Linked DNA regions of Gossypium hirsutum: region 1 is linked to region 2. The links are chromatin contacts, called in public Hi-C maps. All regions are on one chromosome and are shown on one strand. The core of a region is the stretch at or near the end of the contact, and the rest is flanking DNA. Distances in the headings are between cores, read along the strand shown. Region 1 holds the start of LOC107899360 (tRNA pseudouridine synthase A). Region 2 holds the start of LOC107912975 (autophagy-related protein 18b).

What was found. Hi-C and Micro-C count contacts between places; a contact is called where the count stands out from the background.
Region 1: a contact with region 2 is called in a Hi-C map of leaf, with 1.7 times the contacts expected there. The contact joins the promoter of LOC107899360 here to the promoter of LOC107912975 in region 2. A contact is called at or near these places in 13 of 34 Hi-C or Micro-C datasets (anther, callus, fibers and 4 more).

What each region holds. Positions count from the first base shown.
Region 1 is chrD04:22,228,842-22,233,201 of Gossypium_hirsutum_v2.1, forward strand. It overlaps LOC107899360 (tRNA pseudouridine synthase A), which reads left to right and starts at 1,893. Exons shown (of 8, transcript XM_016825052.2): 1 at 1,893-2,258; 2 at 2,354-2,520; 3 at 2,591-2,736. The coding sequence starts at 1,968.
Region 2 is chrD04:22,065,283-22,069,160 of Gossypium_hirsutum_v2.1, forward strand. It overlaps LOC107912975 (autophagy-related protein 18b), which reads right to left and starts at 1,399. Exons shown (of 12, transcript XM_016841373.2): 1 at 1,081-1,399.

The DNA of each region.
Region 1 (4,360 bases), core at 643-3,142, 160 kb after region 2:
TGGTTATAGCGTCCAAGAACGTCCTGATCGCCAACTTTTCCTTATGTAGTTAATCCCGGTATGACTTGCAAACTGACTCTTGCTGAATTTCTAACTACGATACACATGTTCGCAATTTAAGATTTCGACAACCTTGTGATCTGAAAGCCTAACTCGAATCAACGGCCTCAACCGCATGGGTCGTTTAAATCCAATCTTTATCTTCCTTGACGAAATCCAACTGGCTTTTCCCACCTAGACACACCAATTTGTTCACGGGAATTCGAACACAGCATGACCAATTTGTCTTCCCAACTATACGCCAAACAACTCTAACCCAATGTGCACTTTTTGAATCGAAGTTGAATCAACTTTAAGAGACAAATTTATATTATTCTATATATCGAAGAGATAGAAAATACCGCATTGAAAGGTTTTCTGAGCGGGTTTGGATCTCACAATTGTTTTGTTGGAGTAATTTCCGAGCTAAAACTAAAAAGGGTTTAATTAATCATGAAAAGAATCATAATAAATGGTTTAAATAGAATTATGGAAAGTGGAAAGGGAAAGGGCCTTAAAAGGTAATTAAACCAAAAGGTTTGAAAGTAAAAAAAATGAAACAAAAATAACTGTAGCAAGATGAAGATGGCACATGAAAGGGGAGAAAAAAAAACAGAGAGAATTTATTAAATGTGAATGCAAAGTGTGTGTTTAACTAACTGTAGTCATTGGGTATTAATACATATTTTTAGTGCTAAAATTTAGTTAGATTTTTTCTAAATATTGTAATTAAATAATTCTAAATATTATCATTAAATAATTCTAAATATTATCACTAAATAATTCAAAATTTTAAAATCAAATTTAAATTAGAGACTAAATTTAAACTAATTACAGTGTTGTAACAATATAAAAAATTCATTAATCTTTATCCAGCCAACCACTTTTTAAAAGAAATCTTCAACCCTTCAATCTTTATCCAGTCATCCTTGAATCTTTAATCTTTCAATCAAGCCCTCCTCTTTGCTTTTTGTTCCAATTTAATCCTATTTTTTTAAGAGTTTGAATTCAGTATACCAACTTCATTCTTGATAAGAAAAATCTAAATTTAATAACATTTCATTTGATAATTAGTCAAAAATAAATATATTAAAAATACAAATTTATCTTATTATCATCACAGTATAAAAATAATAAAATATTTTATAGTGTTGATCAAAACTTACTTCTCTCTCAAAAAAAATTCAATGAATAAAAATTATTTCAAAATGAAAAATTAATTATTTAATTGAATATCTGATAAACTTACTATTTTAACATGACCACCAAATTAAATATTTTAATTATTCATGAAAACATGCCCTGTTTTTTGAAATATCTTTTATTTTAACAATTTTTAGAAATAAATATTATCTTAAAATATGATTGTAATTTTTCACTGAATTTATTTATATTTCATTAATTATAAATAAGAAAATTTGTGGTATCATGAAAAGACTATAAAAAATATATATATTACAAATTAACTTATCAAAATTAAAAATTTAAAGTAAAAATCTATCATTATCAATTATTTATTATTTTAACCAATTTCTAATTTTCTCATACAATATTGATTTCAAGACAATTTTTACATGATTTAATTTATCAAAAAAATAAATTTTAATTTTATTAATTAGTTTCAAATGACCAAATCTTTATTTTATAAATAGAATTATCTATTTAAAATGATATTATATTTGAAAAATTAAAAAATTAAAAAAAATCTTAATTTTAATTTTTATCTAACAAATATTGTATTTAAAAAGATAAACTAAAATATTGGTATATTGATAGAATTTGAAAAAAAAATATAGATAAAACTATAAGATCACTGTTTTTTTTTTTTAAATATTTTAAAGGTAATCATACCCAAACCCGGTTAATCAAAATTTTGTTGGATCGGGTAGTGAAATAGGGCTGGGATATCGGAGGGAGACAGAGGGTACATGGTGACATCCTTTACCGTAAAATCGGTGGCAACTTTTATCGGCAAAGAGAAAAGGCTGGGGAGATTCAGAGACTTGGTATCACTGTCATCCATGGAAAACCAAACGAAAAACAAGATTTATTTTCACTATAACCATACGGATTCTTGCAATTCTGCGAGGTGGACTGCCAGGGAGAGCTATCAATTCATGTATGAGCGACCTTGGCAGGATGTTCTGCATTTCTTTTCCAATGTGGTCAACGCCCGCTTAACCTTATCCACCATGTTTGGCACTGACAATAGCCCTCAGGTATCCGTCTGTTTCTTTCCTATTGAATTAACTCATTATTCAATAAATTTGGGGCGTGTTACTTGTATTTATTCAACAAAGGTTTTTGATGCCAGACATGTATTGATGTTGTTGATGATGATTATAAAACATCAGAGGTTTGTGATGAGAAGGAAGAAAGGTGTGGTAGATGGGAAAGGGTAACATTCAAGATAATTCTTTCATACAGTGGATATGCCTTTGATGGATGGCAGAAGCAGCCTGGTTTGAACACTGTACAGGAGTAAGTTTATTTATTTAATTTTCCTGTGAACTGACTTGTATTCTAACCCTTGCTTGAATGCACTCTACAGAATAGTTGAAAAATCTCTTGGGAGATTCGTTGATGACAAGAAAGCACGACTTTTGAAAGAAAAATCTAAACCACTCGAAGGTTGTGCTGTGGTTGCTGGCCGAACTGACAAAGGAGTGTCTGCTATTCGGCAAGTTTGTTCTTTCTGTATGTTAGAACATTTTTCCGTCTCAGATTCTCGCTCTTTATACCCTCCTAGATGCATGTTATACATGACTTATCTTTCTGATATATATAAGCAAAGGATACTCACTTTAGCAAGACATGCTCTAGTGTCATACCTAACAAAATCATCTTTTAGAAGTTTTATGATATCAACAGTGGGCCATTTAAGTTAGTAACCTCATCATCAACATTACGACTTGAAAAAGTTGGAAAATCTGCGCATGTATTTGCCTCTATATAAATACAATGTTAACAAGGCTAGTCACCATAGATTAGTTAGATTAGTTGATAAAGAGGATCATTGTTATGAAGTGGTTGTAAAATCTTTTGGAATGCCAATAATGAATTTGACTCAACAATCAATTGCCTGCAACCATGTACCAACGCTAAACTCGATCCTCTGTAAATAGCAAAGATTTCTACTTTCAGGACCTCTAACCAAGCTTGAGTTTTTTCCTCCCCTTGAATTTTTTTTCTTCTTCTCAGAGATAATCTCTTTTATGGACTTTGCATATTGAGGCATTGATGTGGTTTAGGCCTTAGGGGAGAAAACAGCAACAATTAAAGAATTAGGGCTCAACAAACGAATAGGAAAGATGGAATTCTAGAAAACTTAAGGATAACCTCTAGTTTTTCTATTAATTCAAGGAAAATAATAAGAAGAATAATAATGGCCGTAAAGATTACAACTTATTTATATAGGCTTTCTTTCTTTCAAGTAAAGTTACTGGGATTTCTTGCAAATAAAGTTTTATTACTAGCCTTAGCTTTAAATCCTAAATGTAACTAATAACACTAGTTGTCTATCATATATCTAGTACTTAAAATAAATATTATGAAATAAAACTGAAATAATAAAATATTATAAAAGCTCGTGTCAGGCATATTCTCCAAAGTCTTAAGAAAAGACAAGTTGATATGCAATTCTTGAATATCACTAAGAATTCTCTAAATTCCTATCTTGAAACTTCTTTTTCATATTTTGGGAAATGGTGGTGGAGAATACTGTATTAGCGTTGAAACTATGCGCCCCCCACATGATTCCTTTTTCATTTGCTTCACTAAACCTTCTTGGTTTTCATTCTTTTTCTCATCTATAGTGGAACTGGGTGGTCTCTAATACACACACTCCTCTAGACATTATTCAACATTATCTTGCTTTTTTACCTCTTCCATTAAGGGGTTCTCTAAACTTCCTCAAGAACTACATCACATCTTAGAAATTCTTTGAGAGCTTCTAATCCTAATCCTAATTCTAATCCTAAATCTAAGCTAGTATTTACCTTACTAATTTCTCACCATTGATTACCATTGGCTTGCTATTAAACTCCCCTAGACTTGTCTCAGGCAGATCTCTCCTAAAATTGATGTGTATCTAGTTCTAGGAGAATCTTTGATTGTTTCTAGAGTATCGACAACAACATCGAAAGGTATAGAGGAGGATTGGAGGCGACATAGATTTTTTCAAACTAAAGTACATTATGGTGGAAAGGTTAGTGATTTGGTTATTGATGGAGGTAGCATGGAGAATGTCATTTTTAATGGTGCGATATATAAGTTGAAGTTGCCCTTAGAAAAACATATTTATCCCTACAAAATTTATTGC
Region 2 (3,878 bases), core at 149-2,648:
AAATAGCGTAAATTGCACCAACAGTCACTCAATTTTAGGTTAGTTAACAAAACAGTCACCACGAACCATTTTCTATTAAACGAAGATGCCATTTTCCACCCTGTATCACTGCTCTCCCATCCCTCTCCCTCTTTCCCACCATCCTTCCCCTACTATGATTCTCTCTCCCTCTCCCCCTCTTCCCCACTACCACTGTTATTAGAAGCCTAACCACATTGTCCTTCCATTTCATTCTCTTCCAGGGCCATCCATTCTTGCCGTTGCACTTCTCACCATTTCCAATTTTGCTACAACTTGGTTCATCTTCTACACTCACGCTTCTATCAGTTATATCAATCACCGGACTAACTCCCTTCTCTTTACTAAAATTCATCGAAAAACCTTTCTAGCTTGAGCTTTTTACTTCCGTTAATCCAGTGGAACGATGCTCATTTTCAAGGCCAATCATCATGACCATATGATTCTATGGATGCTGCTTTCTCTGAATGGATAGCTCAAGATCAAACAACCCTCCATTCAGACTTGATAAAAACCCGCATCCCAAACTCAAACCATCCATCTAAGCTGAAATCCAAACCCTACAATTTATCATTTTCTTGCAGGAAAAACAAACTTAAAGTTCCATTATTTATCTATTGTTGGAATATTCTATAAAAGAGAAACCCAACCTCATATACCCGATTCAATTAGTTGCGGTCAATCAAACCAAGTTTCTCTCACAGATCAACTAGGAAAAATAACCCTAAAAAGCTATAAGTTTTAACACCTACCTTCTTCTTACTAACCAAACAAAGAAGTACTGAGAAATTGGGATGGACTAAAAATTTATGACCTATTATCATATAAATATCCTAAGAATCCTCCAAAGCTCTAGAATCTCATATCTAATCACGACCGAGATTCAGTGAAGGCTTATAAAATCAATTAAAATCCTCAACAAGATCTAAAAAGGGAATTTTTCAACTTTTATTGTATTGTTTGACAATCTAAGGAAGAATAATGGTAAAGCTACAAAAACTTGAACAAATTATTTTGATCATCGTATTGAAGAAAAAGAAGAAAAGTTCATGAAAGGATTACCTTCTACTGATGATCATTAATCGAGAAATTCATCAAAAAAGGCAAAGAGATTTTTGGGGGGGTGGTCTAAAAGAGATTGAAAGCTAAATTTTGCGCTGAAGTTGGGAAGAGTAAAAGAGGAATAGAATTTGGCAAATAGGTAAAATTGCGCTGAATTTGGATTTACTTTTCAAACATACAGAAGAGGGTTAGCAAAGGGATAATGGGGAATAGGGAAAAAATCAGAGTAGGAGGAGGGATGGTAGGGAAAATGGGAAGAGGGAGAGAGAATTAGAGTAGGGGAGGGATGGTAGGGAAGACGAAGAGGGATGGGAGAGCAGTGATAGGGGGATGAAAAATGGCAGCTCCATTAAGTTTGTAACGGAAAATGGTAGCTTTGTTACGTCTGTAACGAAAAATGGTTAGTGGTGACTATTTTGTTATTTTTTTGAAATTTGAGTGACTGAATTGAAACTTGAGCAACTGTTTTGTTAGCTACCCCAAAGTTGAGTGATTTTTAGTGTAATTTACCCATGAAAATAAAATATGTAAATGTTATATTTATAAAAATTTATATAAAAAAGATAAAATTAATATTTAGGTAAATTTTGATATGATGAAAATTAATAATTTTTTTAGGAATTTAATTAATAGAAATGTGATTTTAATTTTTAGTATGTTAAAAAAATTTAATTTTTTAAAAATTTAACTTTCAATTATTACAAGTCATACCATTAGTTTTCTTCTATGTGGCACTTTTTTAGGGCTTTCTAATTTGTTGTGCGGTGGCCAATGTTGGTTTATTTTTCCACTGTGTTTCAATGGATAATGGGATTGTAGATCCTAGTATATCAATTGGCGAGGAATATGTTTCGCAGATTTCGACAAATGGAGAGCAAGAGTCAGCGCCTAAAGTGTTTGATCTGGTTGGATGTCTTTTAACGACAAGAGTGGTACATTTCCAGGCGATGTGGAACACTATGGCAAATTTTTAGCATTTGTTAAGAGGTGATACAATACATATCTTTGGGAGAAGCGATTTCTATTTCAATTTTACTATGAGATAGATATGGAGAAAGTCTTATATGGATCTCCATTGACTTTTAACAACCTATTAGAAAAAAATCTGATTTAAAAATCAGTTTCTTACACAGTGAAAAAACAAAATTTTGAAAGTCGAGTCGGTTTGTGATATTTATAGTAATAAATTTTTTTTCTAAAATTGATGTTTTAGGCTAGACGGATCCTTATTGTTCTCGGGTTTCAACCAACCGGCTTTCTTCGCTATTCTCATATCACGAACTACTTCGAGTGTGGACTTGAACACTTTCGAATCAAACACAAAAGCAAAAAATATTTTCTTTACTTTCAGTGGGAAAGTAAAAACTCTCTCTTATAGAATTATTATTCTCGAAAAATAGAATTTATACTTAAAAATAAATTCTTACTATTTTCGGGCAAAACAACAATATCTCAAAGTTGTATATAACTTGCTATATCTTTAGCCCTACCGGTTCCATCTATTTACAGTGAGAGGAAGTAAAACCGTAGTTGATTAAGTAGAATGCATTTAATGTCTATTTAATAGAAAAACAATCTCCTAGTTGAACTAGGAGAGAGAGGGGCTAATAAGGTTTGCTTCCCCTCAAATGTATTATGATGGAGATTAGACCTGATCATAGGTTGGGCCATCCAGCCCAGCCCGAAAGCTCACTCGAAAAGTGGGAGGCTTTAGATAAAAATATAGGGACGAAAAATGGGCTTGGGCAAAAAATGAGGCTCGTTTTCTAAATGGGCTGGGCCTCGGGTAATAAATTTTTGTCCCAAGCCCGGCCTGAATCAAATGCCTAATTGCCTATTTCCCTACCCTTAGTTTTCATTTCCTCTTCAACTGACTGCCCCCAATTTCTAATCCCTAAAGTAACAACTAATTTCTAAATCCCTAACAATATACCTTTGGCTTCTCCACTCCAACACCCACCAGCCACCACCATCGTCGTTCACTAGTTAGGTAGTCACCACTTATCCACCATCATTGTTCATCAGTCAAGTAGTCACCACTGTCCACCATCATCATTCAGCAGTTAGGGCTAATCTTTGTACTGCTACTGCTTCCTCTATCATCGCATTCACCACTACCGCTGTAACACCCCTTACCCGTATTCAACTCCAGAATAGGATATGAGGCATTACTAGAACACTTACACATGTAAACGTATTAAACCGAGTTACAAAATTTCATTCAAACTCTTCAAATTTTTAACATGCTTTTATAATTCTTTACAACATATCCTCAAAATATTATATTCATAACAAATAGGGCCTACGAGACCCGATACTTATGTAATTCAAAGCTCCATTTCCATTTTATTCAATTCACAATCTTTCATGTTCACAATTCAAATCAATTTCTCAATCCAATATATATATTTCAATACCACACTCTCATACTATGAAACTTTATTTTCCCATATGAGCTTAAACCATGATCATCACATATCAAAGACAAATGTTCTTGACATTTCCATCACATAGACCGAATTAATCAATGCAACTCAATGATATAATCATCCATATATCATTATTATCACATATATATGTCATGACTAAATTTCTTAAACATTTGATCAATTGCTTTTCAATACCGCAATAGTTCCTTCAATACCAATACGTATTTACCATTCAATTTAACATTTACCGATTATAATCGAGCATATGACCATTATACACAATTCTTTCATACATTTTATTGTCCTCCTCCTCCTCTCCATTCCACATCCTTTATGTATAAAACATGCTTAAATAGCATTATACATAAT